Linked DNA regions of Zea mays: region 2 is linked to region 1. The links are chromatin contacts, called in public Hi-C maps. All regions are on one chromosome and are shown on one strand. The core of a region is the stretch at or near the end of the contact, and the rest is flanking DNA. Distances in the headings are between cores, read along the strand shown.

Region 1 (7,138 bases), core at 1,247-3,746:
TGCCTAAGTCCTAAGCCCCTGTGGACCTGGTCCGGTGCGCCACCAGACCGGTCCGGTGAGGCCCAGAACAATCCAAGTAAGGCTCTTTTGAGCCTAACTTCTTCAAACCTTTTTGACTGTTCTTGGGGGCTTCCCTACAACTTAGACAAACATACTTAGCATATAACCAATTGACTAAGTGTAGAGAACTCACCTTTCACTTGGTATTTCACCAGGATCTGCATTTTAGCTCAAACTAGAGCACTTTTCTCACACTATACCACAACCTGGTTACAACAACTTACTTTGTAGCAACGAACTATCAGTCGGTGTAACCCTTTGTAGCAACGAACTATCATTCACTACAGAGTTATGCTGACTGACCCTTTCTGTCGCTGTAAGTGGCGTCAGTATAAATTTATAGCGACGAACATATTTGTATCGACAGATGGTTAGACACACAAGAGATATACCGACTAACATGTTTTTCTGGACTGACAATCTGTTAGAATTTATACCGACACTCTGTTTGATGAGATATATGCACTTTTACCGACCAACGATCCAATGCTATGCATATATAAGCCTTGAAAATTATATAATTAGTTTCACATTATCCATGCAATATCAATACTTCAAACACTATCATACAATCTCACATTCCACATCAAATACAAAATTGGTTAAACATATCCCATGTTTTCATTTATGCCAATAACACTGCATTCATACATAAAGGTAACAAGTTTGCTTGTTAGAGCTTAAAGTTCAAAATAAATAGACAACAACACTAAGTTTGGCTTGTAAAAGCTCAGAGATACTAGTACAACCATATGTTGGCTTCACAATTTTAAATTCACTTGCAAATTTCTCTTCAAAATAGCATCCATCCATAAGGCCTATGACTTTATAGTTGTTATACTTGACCGAAATTCTGTTTGCCAAAAAAAATCTAGCCTATAGGACTGTACAATTACGCTCCTCCTAAACCTATATACAAATTTGCATCTATTTAAGTTTGAAAAAATGACTAAGAATATGAGGTTATGAGGTAAACTTTTTCTGCTCAAACATAGGGTAGGAATCTTTAGTTCAACAGAACTGATGTTTACATCTCTCAACAGCACTGATGTTTGCATCTATCCGAAATAGGCTAGGAAACTTCAGTTCAAACATTATGCCATGCAGAGTGTTACTGATTACTACTGTTACCTCTAACAGTGTTACTGATTACTACTGTTACCTCTAACAGTGTTACTGATTATTGATTACTAGTACTAGATCTAAAATAGTGCTATGCAGAGAGTGAGCAGACACAATTCGCTAAACAACCACTCAAACATAGGAATGAAAGCTCAAATTGCAATATCAACAAAGGATTTTGATAACTGAGAAAAAACAGTTGCACCATATGATTATGCATACAATCGGGAATATGGTCATAACCCATTAGATTATGTGTGTTCCCCAACCCCTAATGATTAGGAGATCAGCTTGGGGCCTCTATGTTTGCATGCCTCCGTTCAGTGCAGGGGTGGGCCCAAGATCTGAAGGATGGATATTCGAAATTTATTGAAGACAAAAAAAATTGACAGTCTAAAACCTAGCCAAGTAGCCTTTAAACATATATAATTGATTATAGAATCACATAATATATAGCGCATAATTGAGCATACACATTGCACAACTAGTAAACTAGATCATAACTCGCGCAATAAATAAAGATTCATAAGATGATATTGTTTAATAAACATTTTATTGTTTGGTGCTGAATGTTGAAATTATAGTGGGTGGACAGGTAACGTGTATCCGTCGGGTAGCAGATATCTGACGAGTACGGGTATGGATATAAATTTATACCTACGAGTGTATGTGGGTACATGTATAAGTTGAATTTTGTCTCGCGGGTATAGATTCACAAACCATATACTTGTGTTCGAACCGCTCACGACCGCATGATTGTCATCTCTAGCCGTATGACAGGAAAATGAAAAAGACCCGTGAAAGACAAAGTTTGAACCGAATAACTGTAAAACAATGTTATTTTATTTTATTACAATATTTCAGTGTATAAATATAATATATATACACATAGTTCTTTGCTAAAAATAATATTTATTCAATTGAATATAGCCTTGCTACAACATGGGACAGCCCCTGATTGGAGCTCTCGGTGCATTCGGTTCAATGAGTATGCCAGCTTACTGTGTTCTTTCCTATTGTCTCGCATACCAGTCACAGTCACAGGGTGATTCACTGATTCGTCATTGATTCTGGAATCGATTTGCTTCGTGTGCGTTAGCGATTTTGACCTGTTTTTTTCCATGAATCGTTGGCCATCAACGCGCTTGGCTGTGTAGAGGCCACCGACCAGCCCACAGGAAAGTGGGACCCCGGCGCGCTGAAACGAAACCACGGGAGCTGACGGGATTGGACTCCGCCCACGGCCCACCCACAGAAGCACACATGACCGTGTGCTATTTTTAGACGACGGATGGCTATCATGCCAGCCAGTACAACTCCAAACAAACTCCCGTCGTGGCGTCTCACCGTTTCCAGGATACGAACATGAGGTCGGCCACCCTGCTTACGATCTGCACCTTGTCCGCGCTGCTGCTGGTGGCGCGCGGCTCGGAGAAGCCATCGGCCGCGCCGCCGCCGGTGGTGGCCGTGGGCGTGGCGGCAGCCAGCGACCTCATCCGCTCCGGCGGTCACCGCTACCTGGACGTCAGGTGACCTTTGTTTTTTTGGTAACTCGTGTGTCTCGTGAGGTCACAGCTCTTCTCTCCTTTGCTCAACCTCTGTTTGTTTGTGTCAGCATTACATTTGCTTTGGAGTCCTCTCTCCGCCCTTCGTCTAATTAAACTGTACGTACAGTCGACCGATATATTTGGTTGTTTCCATTACAACCAATCTCCCAAACTGATTATCATAGTTTTACCGAGGAATGTTCTGAGAAGACAATTTCTCTGTCAGAGACCAAGCATACTCTGTTTGTGCAGACTGATTCCCAGTTCTTGCAGTGAACTTTTTGCCATAAAAAATCTCCACTTTTTTTTCCCAACGGCAAAATGAACTTTTTTGAAGAATTACAAAAAACAAAAAGTAGCACAGAACCAATTTCACAATTATGTTCTCTCATATCACATGGATCTCTATAGGACGTACATAGCTTCTGATTTTCATTTATCTGAGCACAAATTCTATTAACAGAACAGAGGAGGAATTCAGGAGTGGGCATGTGGAGGATTCACTCAACGTGCCCTATCTTTTCTTCACTTCACAAGGCAAGTCGATCTTTAGCTCGAACTGTGTGCTCTACTGGATGTGGCCTCACATGCATGGTTTCAGCAGGAAGGGAGAAGAACCCCAAGTTCATCGCACAGGTCGCAGCGGGTTTCGACAAAGAGGACAACATAGTTGTGGTATTTCTGATGAACTCTACCCATAGCTCATCAGATTAATTATACTTATACACTCCTTGTCATGGGCGTGTTTATTCTCACAATGATCTTTTTTTATCTTGCTTGTTCTTCTGCTGATCCACCTGTTTTTTTTTCCTTTTTCCTTCAAGGGCTGCAAAAGCGGAGTGAGGTCTGAATTAGCATGTGCTGATCTCATGGCAGCTGTAAGCCCTCTTTCCCTTGCTTCCCCTTGAGGCTTCAGTTGTCTTTGGATAATTGTACGTGTACAGTATAGGACTACACGATCGCATATTGTTCACTCAATATGATTTATCTTATGGAATCTTAGGCCTTAATATAGAAAGCAGAAATTACCATGATCGCATATAGCTGTTTAATTTGTTGGAAAGTGCAAGTCTTGAAACTCTACGGGGCAATTCAGGTCCTGAGACGTCTCAATTTCTTTATGTCTCCTTTTTTTTTATCTGAAACATGTGAATGCTTATGAAAACAGGGATTTAGAAATGTGAAGAACATAGAAGGTGGTTATACCGCATGGGTGGAAAGTGGTCTTGCCGTGAAGAAATCTCAAGCACAAGATGAACTATGATGTGCCCTATCCTGTTGGTTCTTCCTTGCTTTGACGACAACCTTCGAAGAAAATAGTAGGTTTAAATGAGCAAAAATATACTTCCTTGGTTATTTAAATATATGACACAGTTGATTTTTTCGAAAACTTTAACCACTCGTCTTGTTTAAAAAATCGTCAGTTATCATTTATTTTTGTTGTAATTTCTTTATCACTCAAGGTCGTTTAAGTAGAGATCACAACGGGTGTGTATCCATCGGACCGTATCATCCCGTACTTGTCAAAAAATATCCTACCCGTCGGGTTACCCGTATAAGGTCACGGGTATAGAATCTTACGTATATCCGTAAACGCATGGGTAATTTTACCCGTCAGGTTACCCGTACACGTTTGAAAAGTCTAAAATACTAACGTGCAATCACTCAAAATGTTAAACAAACACAGAAAAAATAAGTTTAACTTAAAACCACAAACCATATAATTACATAACTTGATAGATAAACAAACAATGACTGGAGAAGTTTTTCTTTTAGCTAAGACGGCTTTAATTACATGGTAAATAGTGATATGATGCGGGTATATTTTATCCAGTACACATGTATGAGTAGTACTCACCTATACTCGTACCTGGCCCGTCTACCCGATGGGTAGATGTTCTCACCCATTAGCATACCGACGGGTAAAGAAAACATCTCATATCCATCTTATATTGATTAAAGCCCGTCGGGTATTCGAGTTTCGAGTACACATTGCTATCTCTACGTTTAGCGTGACTTAAAATTTTATATTTTTGAATAAATATTTTGAATAAGACGAATGGTCAATGTTTTTTTAAAAAGTTAACGACGTCATATATATATATATATATATATATATATATATATATATATATATATATATATATATATATATATATATATATGAACGGAGGTAATATATAGTTTCCTTTAAACATTTAAATCGTGTGGAGACTTCTTAAAAAGGTGCATTTGCGTCATGTAACTTTTTAGTATAGTTTGTCTAATTGTAGGTTGTAACTAGTGGTGCATTGCTGTATAATAAACGAGTAATAGATTTTTCTGCTGATTCTTGTTTCGATTTCTTATCATAATGGATCTAGAAATAGATTAGAGGAGGGGCTGGATTATAGATTGGGGAGGCCGGAGATGGCCACAACGAGAATGAACGGAGCCACCACGGAGAATGCAAGAATTGCAAACGATTGAGGGTTACTACATGCCGTGCATATGGTGTAGTTTGTTGTTGTAGGAAACGATGACGTCTAAGGACTGGTTTGGTGGACAGAGAAATAGAGGGGATCTACGAGGGTGAATCCCCCCGCTATTCAAAATTGAATAGCGGGGGGAATTCCTCCCCGCAGACTCTCTCAGTTTTCCTGTCCACCAAACCTATCCTAAGAGGGGACGTGAATAAACTAGGCCACAAAATAATCTCTAGAACAAAATATATGCAAATATCTAAACTAGATTGTACAAACTAGGTTTTGTCTATGTGCTACTATCTCTACCGCAAAATAAGTTATGCAACCTAAGTTCCAACCATATATAATCAACATTAAGAATAGTAAAGAATGCAACTTAAGTAGAGAGTGTAAATGCGGAATATTAAAGAGCTAGTAGAGAAAGGAAACTCTCATGGGCGATGCCGGTATTTTTATCGAGATATCCGGAATCTCCCAAGGTCCCAACTAATCCTCGTTGGTGCCCCTCACTACCGGAATCGGCCGCTTTGTCGAGTGCCTGAGCCTAAAAAACACTGGGCAAAGTCTTTACCGAGTGTCGCACTCGACAAAGACTTCTTTGTCGAGTACTTTTTCTCGAGCACTCGGCACAGACTTTACCGAGTGTCAGACGGTACTCAGCAAAGAAAAGCCGCCATCATGGCGCCGGGGTGACGGAGACGACGTCTTTGTCGAGTGTTCTAGGTGACACTCGGTAACGAAGTTACTGTTTGCCGAGTGTCTGTCGGCCAGCACTCGGCAAAGAATCCGTCAGCGGGTCCCTTTGTCAGGTTCTTTGCCGAATGCTTTTTATGGCACTTGGCAAAATGTGCCTCTTTGCCGAGTGCTAGGGCCACTGCACTCGGCAAAGAAGCTATATTGGTGCCTAGGTCTTGGTTATTTGTCGAGTGCTATAGCCCTGACACTCGGCAAAGTCCCTCTTTGCCGAGTGTAACACTCGGCAAAGTGATCAGTACACACCTTTTTTATTTGTTTTTTTCTATTCCATCCAAACAAACAAAAGATACATCACAGATATCATCACATATATCACATATATATACATCACAGACATAAATATCCAACACAAATATTAATATACAAGTTCTCAACACAAACATAAGTATCAACACAAGTTCATAAGTATCAACACATAAGTCTCAAGCTCTGACATAAGTATTCAACATAAGTTCTGAAGTATGTATACTAAAAACATAACTCTCATCGAGGTGGGCGGTTGGACTGGTGCTGCGATGGGTTGGGCGCTTCATGAGGGTTGTTGGATGCCGCCCCAGATAGGCCCTGCACAGAGAAGAGATTGCATGTGTTATACCAAATGCATTACCAACATCTAACTACAATTTTGATACTCACATGAGTATGGAACAGAGCAGGGTCGATTGCAGGGAACAATGGAGGTGGCGGAGCGAAACCCTGTGCGTCACAACTTTCTCGAAACATTCTCAAATTTTTATCACAATCTCTACATATGATATCATGACATGTGGACAAGTTTCATGATTTTCTGACTTTGTGTTTTATACAATTTTTAAACAGCTAGATGGCAAGTTCACGGTCATGTTTAGTGAGCATGGTGCTCGAAGTTTCCGGTCTGCTCCTGAAATGGGTCGTAACTTGTGCTAAATAGCATGAATATTATCTTTGCACGCACGGTTTTCCAAGTTTCGAGTGACTTGCAGTTCAAATGTGAATTTTTCGAAGAAATTCAAATAAACGAACTAAATCTAATAGTTATAGAAAACACTTTTATAATTGTCCCAAAATGGTACTTGTAGGTCTACATAGGGTAGGAACATAACACAAAAAGTTTGGTTGACAAAAAAGAGAAAATAAAAATATACTTTGCCGAGTGTCCAGAAATAACACTCAGCAAAGCTTCCTCTGCCGAGTGTCCACAGGTTTACA
Region 2 (7,138 bases), core at 2,444-4,943, 170 kb before region 1:
ATTTACGATCTGAAAACTGAATCCAGGTGGTTCTAATCTTTTGAGTTGAAACGTGTGTACATCACGTTAAGGCAACAATCAACAATCTTCACTATAGCCAAGATACTAATAAAACAATAGAAAAATAAAGATCAAGAACAGCATCGTATTACAGGATATTGCCCATGTTGCAATGCAGGGTGCATTTGCTCCCCATGAAATGCTTCCTGGAACAGATGGTGATTCCGACAACCAAAAAGTGCCACCTTCAGTAAGCTCCACCTTCAATAAATGCATGGAAGCTCATATCATCTAAATGTATACACTATTGTTTATTTCAACATTTGGGATAAAGAAAGATGGATATGTTTTGAAGTGCAATGAGATAATTAGTGAAGAGTGTACAGAAATGATTAGCCAGAAATGCCAAACCTTTTCCTTTTCATAGAATATTGTGCAGTATTCATCAGTGTTGTCCTGTGAGCCTTTTCTTGAGATTCCAAACTGTTCATAACCTAGATGAATGCAAAAGCATGTTCATTCGACCTATTGATACATGTTGATCAACTAACAAAATCCGTTCTCTTTTAAGTGTCCAACATCATATGCTTATTAAGTTGTATCTATCTAACACGTACAGAACTAGAGCATAAACTAGTACTAGTTTCTAGGCTAGACAGAAATACAGAACTATTCTTTATGTTGCAAAAGATGGCAGGGTAGGGTAACAGTATTTATAGAGCTTTGGATAACAAGGATGCTGCTTAGCTGACTATCCATGCAGTACTCTCTATTAGAGGCAGAGTTATATCTAACTCGAGTTGCCTCACCCCCACCTCCTCAAATGGTGTGAAGTAATTTCCCACACTCTACGTGGTATAATGAATCTAGGTCCCCTTCTGGCTCCTTCCACTGCCCTAGTTTTTCTCACGCGCCACCGACTCCACAGCCGCATGGCCACCCACCTCGCGACCCCTGTGTGTGTGCTTCTTCCGCATGGGGTGTGCTTCTTCCGCACGCGCACGATCTTCTTCCATGTGCGCATACCGGCCGCTTCCGCACCGCCAACTAAGTGCGCAATCAAAATAGAGCTAAAACAATGATACACCTTTATTTATACAAATCAATCTGGGAATATTTAACCTGCATTTTTCCTTGTAATGGTTTAGCATTAGTAGATTGAAAAAAAAATAGGGCAAGCCTTACTAAAAGAAGAATACAAGTACAATGATGATTGAAGAGTATATATGCTCTTATAAGGCACATCCGCACTAGGATTTATGGTAGTCTATTTCTTCAATTAAGTGCAATTACTATTCTTCATGCTATCCACATCAGCCACTAACATTTCAATTTTTCATGCAAGTTATCCACATCACAGCCCATGCAAGCCATCCACATCATTACCCACTAAGTGCAAAAGCTATCCACATCATCTTCACTAAGTGTAATTACTATTTTTTTACCTCAACATGCAAGTTCCACGCGATATTATTTGTTTGGACATCACATCCTTCTATAATGCGCTCTCTATTATTAGATTATCTTTTTTCTATTGGGTTCGTCCATTAGCTTGGCTAGGTTCCGATTATATCTGGATAGGCCTAACCTATGCATGCAACAATTTATTTCTAACAACTGCTGCAACACACAGGGTATCTATCTAGTTGTGCATAAAATGCATCACTATTATCAAACAGTAGCCAAGTCAGCAGGCAAGATGAGTAAAAAACAGTGTGGTGTGGATGAATTACCTGGCAAGCACTGTTGTAGGTAGTCCAGTTGCCATCTTAAGCCTGCATACCAAACCCACTATTTTTAGCCTACAAACAAAAACAATAAAAACCTATAGAAAACACACAGAAAATGTGACAACAAACAAAAACAAATCCATTTAGAGCATCTCCAGGAGATTTAAAAAATGGTTCTCTGCTCATTAGAATGTTCTACCAAATATTCTGGCTCCAACACACTCCTCTCCAGCATATTCTCCAAACCTGGTTCCCTATATTCTAATTTTTTGCCACGTAGGCGAACTACCAAATGTAAAAAAATTAACTGAAAGTGTATAATCATTTCCATTGATAAACAAAACAAAAGAAAACATCATTCACTACAGATGCAATAGAAATGAGACCAGAGTCAGTGAGCAGTGATTCACTACACTGCAGACGAGACAGGCATTGCTCAATCTATCAGACTAGTATTGCTCAATAGCCAATCCAACAGACTGCAGATGCATTCACTACACTCCAATGATTTTGCCACAAAACAATAGACTAGTGTTGCTCTTCAGTGATTGCCAAATAAAGATGTTCAGGACCAAGCTGGAAGTGCAGCAGCATTCCACGATGGTGTGGCCCATACGAGCAGGGAGCAGGACTTCAGTGCGCGCAAGAAAACTGGCCCTACAGTGGATTGGGAGCAAACCTTGCTCTCAACAGGTGGAGAGAGAGAGAGAGATCTGGATTTGGGATAACCAAATTTCTGAGACCATCTTTCGGGAAATGTTTAAGGCTGTTTTTAGCTCCAAATCTCTTAAATCTAAGTATTGGGATCCATTTAGGATGTCTTGCTCCCAAGCAAGTTGGTGCAGGCTAGAGCTAAAACCAGACATAACACACATTCAAGAACTACAATCCCACTCATAGGAATTAATAATTCTAGAACTTAATCGAGAGAGACAATAGAATTGACCAATCCAGATAGAACACCTCTTTGTCAACAGGGGAAAAAAGAACGGAAATATAAAACCTAGCTCAAACTAGCAAGCAGTTCAGTTCCATCCCTAGTCCGCCACGGTAGCACTACTTACATCTAACAAGAAAACACACGGGATCATAGCTACTTGCGTTTTCCAACCCATCAATTGAGTACAACAAATGCGATAGCCTAGGCTCCCATGATTTGTATCACCAGTTCACCACCGCTTACCTTGTTGGGTGCAAAGGATGGTAGGAGAGTAGCTGGTGATGACGCTGACGCAGATGTCCCGGCGCTTCTCCCAGCTGTTGGGACTCTCGCTCGGCTGCTCGCCTTCATGCAAGTTCAGCGTCATCACTGTGATCGACAGGCTAGTCATCTCCTCTTTTCTCCCTCAGTCCCACCGCTTTTCCTGAGCTCTACTGTGCCGCGCAGGTTAGCGGAGGCGGCTGGCAAGAAGATCGCCAGTGATCTGGCAGAGCCGGTGAAGATTCGGGGAATATAGATCTCTCACAAATCATGAAGGATCATGTACGGCAACAACAAGCTGAGCAGGGCAACCGAAGACCGCAGTGTCGTAGCTTGACAAGTCCCTTTGTTGACCCCTCTCTAAGCGGACACTTGCGGCCTACCCTCCATGGCGCCGGGACTCGCCGCCTCTACACCAGCTAGCGGTGAGAGTTGCGGCACCCACCCGCTGGTGCCAGCTCGAGGCACCCGTCCGAGAGCCGCCTCAAGCCACCGCAGCTAGGCCAGCCGCCGCTGACCGCTGCTGCGGGGACGTGGTCCGTCCGGCGCCACTAACCGCCACGGAGGCGAGAAACACCACCGGAGACCCGATCCACTCCGACCAGATGGAGATCCGCTGCAGGCAAGCCGGATTTGGTTGCCACCGAAAGGGGATGGCAGACTGCGGGCTCGAGCTCGGCGCTGAGATATTCACGAGAAATTTGGATTTATGCCATTATGGAAACCGGCTTTCGCCTAAATGTCATCATGTGAATGAATGTACTTCGCTAATACATCATTCCCAAATGTTAGCTTATAGACAAAATGTCATTTAGAGTTTATTTTTTAAACATAAAATTATTTAAATAGTGTTTCAACCTTTAGTCAGACTAATTTGCCCCTACACCAAATCAACTCTCATATGATCCCGTGGACTCCACCTGGGTTCTCTCTGGCCCTATTTGTTTCGGCTTTTCGCAAATTCTGTCCACCAAAACTGTCGAGGACTGCCAAACACTTAGCTTTTCAGCCAGCTTTTATAAAATTCATTTGAGTAAAATCATTCAAAATCAACATAAACATATAATCGGTTAAGTTGTCGCAATAGTAGTAATCCGTCACTTTATATATCCTGAGCTTCATGGACAACTTTATCTTCCTCCACACGTAATCTTAATAATACTCAGATTCTCTACACAGCTAAATTCTCCACACAGCTAGATTCTCGAAAAAGTTAGTTAGAAAAAAAACTGAACCAAACAGGCCCTCCGTCCTTCGTTCAGCATCCAGATTAGAGATGGCAATGGGTACCCGAAACCCGATGGGTTTTTACCCCATTAGGGTATGGGTTTGGGTCAATTTTCACACCCATGGGTTTGTTAATTGGCATAAATCTATACCCGACGGGTTTATGGGTATGGGTTTATTCCTATAGTACCCAAACCCGTGAACCCGTGGGTTTTTTAAACCCGACCAAACCTAGTGCATATTGTCATTTTATTTTATAAACGAACAACAAACTTGTTATTCCTTATTTACTTCATAATTTTTATCAATTGGTGAATGTATCAGTAGTCGGTGAGAGTGTTGCTTGCTTGCTATTATAGTTTTTACTAGCGTTATATATGTGGTGGATGAATAACTTAGTGCAATGTCACTTAATTATACAACTTATTATTTGTAGTTCATTCTCCCTACTAATAATTTTTATACCAAATCATGATCTCATTGTTCATTACATAGATGTTGGATCACGATATCATTAATCATTATGATACTTATTGATTATGAGAAGAATAAGTATATTGGAGATGAAACCCGCGGGTAACCCATGGGTACCCGCTAACCCGATGGGTACGGGTTTGGACAAAATCTCAAACCCGTCATGGGTACGGATTTTTTAATGGGCATAGATATTTTTCACGGGTACGGATTTGAGACGGCAAAACCAAGCGAGTTTGTATCCGTTGCCATCTCTAATCCAGATGGTCGAGGCGACGGCAGCGCCTGGCTCCTGTCGGCCTCCACCGGCGACGCCCAGCTCCACTCGACCTTCACCAGCGGCGTGCGACTCCCTACCTATCTTATTCATCACGTGTTATCATGGATGCTACTGTTTTTCCCTTTGTTTCCTAAAATAAACTCGGTTGGCGGGTTAGGTTAGGGAATATTTGGTTACTAAGAACTAATGTTTAGTCTTATCATTTTATTCCATTTTAGTCTATACATTACTAAATATAGAAACTAAAATTAAATTTTAATTTCTATATTTGGCAATTTTAGAACTAAAATGGAATAAAATTAAGGGATTAAAAATTAGTCCCTAGAAACCGAACACCCTTTTAGCCTTGTCAGTGTAGTATTTTGGACGTCGTACACCGGTATTGACTTGATCCACCAACTTCAACTGCTTCGGCTCAGCAAGTAAGATGGAAAATTCAAGCAGTTGTCAGATCAATTCGGTTCCAATTTTACATACAACTACCAGTTGAGACCAATTTGATTTGTAACCTTGTTGGCTCATTATTTTGTAGCAGTTATTTTCTTCGTGGTGCCCTCTAGGCTCTAGCAGTTCGTGACTTCGTGGTGCCCATTTGTTTAGGTGACTGAAACTGAGTTGTGTAGCTGGGCATAGCTGGGCGGGCAAGTATAGCTAGGCATCGGTGGACAATCACCAGAACAACCTGAGGCGCGGCGGCAAGATGATCTGAACGGCGGCGGCCAAGCGACAGAGGAGAGCCGGCCGATGCACAGAGACAGGAGAGTTTATTTCATCTAGGGGCAAAACAGTCAGTCCAGAAGCTAACGTTCACCTAAATTTATTTTATGTTTCAGATAACCCCTAAATAGCATTTTGTCTGTAAGACAACGCTTTAGAATGGTGTATTAGTGAACCACGTTCACATGATGGCATTTGGACAAAACCTAGTTTTCATAATGACATAAATCCAAATTTCTCGTCATTTCACAAGAGCATCCACGGTATACTCGTCCATTTTGAACTGCTGAAACTCTACACCACTCTTGCACCCGGTTTGACCGATGACACATAAATATTCAATAAAATATTAATATATAAATGACTTTAATATCTCATAAATTATTTACCAACAATTAATATAAAACTAAACTCGATATTTGGAGCACATTTTCATCTCCTCTCTCTCCCTTGGCTCTTTAGCCATGGATTTTCGGCAACGTTGCCTCCTCTTCTCTCAGTTGTTCTTTCCCCGTTGTCTGTAGAGGCGTATGGTGGCAGAGTCATGAGAGTGATTCGAGGTGTCGATATCATGTATGGTGGTGCGGAAAGAATTTAGGTGAGAGAGGCGAAGATGCGAAAGAGATGGAAGTTATAGGTTAATATACGATGGCAACAACGAGGAGGAGGAAGTGCTTGTGATAGTTGCATGGTTGGTTGCTCTCTCGGCTGTTCTTGCCCTGCAGCCTATAGAGGCACATAGCGACGAGGAGGAAGCACTCATGGTGGATGGACTGGTGGTTGCATGGTTGGTTGCTCCCTTGGTTGTTCTTGCCCTAATGCCTATAGAGGCGTACGACGAGCGGAGGAGAGTTGCGGCAGCGGTTTGAGATGCTGGGTCAACAGGGGGAGGTCGATGTCATCTATGGTGGTGCGGAAGATCTAGGGTGAGGGAGGCGATATGAGAAGTTGCGGGTTAATATATGACGACGACAGCGAGGAGGAGGAAGCGTTCGTGGTGGTTTGTGCATGTAAGAGGTAAGGCTTATATTATCTTGTTATTAGGCGACACCTAAGGGAGAAAACGGATCTATGCGTGCTTCGCACATGACACACGACACACGAAACTCGTACGAAGTAGAGTACGATGTTGATTATAGAAAATGGACCTCGACCCATTTAACTATGTCATTTTTGGTGTTTGATGGTCAACCTTGTAAACTAATGTGTTTGCTAGTGTTTATGTTTGTAGTTTGCATGATGCAAAAGTGACTTATAATAAGGCAATGAGGAATCAACACCTCGAAGAAGACATTAGAAGACACATAGAAGACCTACAAGTATCAAGCAAAGTCAAAGACATAAGACTAGAAACAAGCCCAAGTGAAGAAGCTTGAAGAAAACAAGTAGGGTTGTTTCTGGTGCACCGAACCGTTTGTGCAGAGGCGATGTTTTCGGGCACCTGAGCCAGCTGGCGCACCAGACCTTGCGGGTGGTGCAATGGACCTCGGCTCAATGGTCCGCAACCGC

What was found. Hi-C and Micro-C count contacts between places; a contact is called where the count stands out from the background.
Region 2: a contact with region 1 is called in a Hi-C map of leaf, with 1.7 times the contacts expected there. The contact joins the promoter of LOC103641526 here to the promoter of LOC100286331 in region 1. A contact is called at or near these places in 2 of 25 Hi-C or Micro-C datasets (ear and leaf).

The regions. Positions count from the first base shown.
Region 1 is chr10:104,540,392-104,547,529 of Zm-B73-REFERENCE-NAM-5.0, reverse strand. LOC100286331 (senescence-associated protein DIN1) reads left to right here and starts at 2,496. Exons shown (of 5, transcript NM_001159218.2): 1 at 2,496-2,711; 2 at 3,193-3,266; 3 at 3,334-3,404; 4 at 3,554-3,607; 5 at 3,898-4,119. The coding sequence starts at 2,548. The coding sequence ends at 3,993.
Region 2 is chr10:104,709,391-104,716,528 of Zm-B73-REFERENCE-NAM-5.0, reverse strand. It overlaps LOC103641526, which reads right to left and starts at 3,693. Exons shown (of 7, transcript XM_008664862.3): 1 at 2,914-3,693; 2 at 1,734-1,775; 3 at 412-494; 4 at 160-261; 5 at 1-54. The coding sequence starts at 3,061.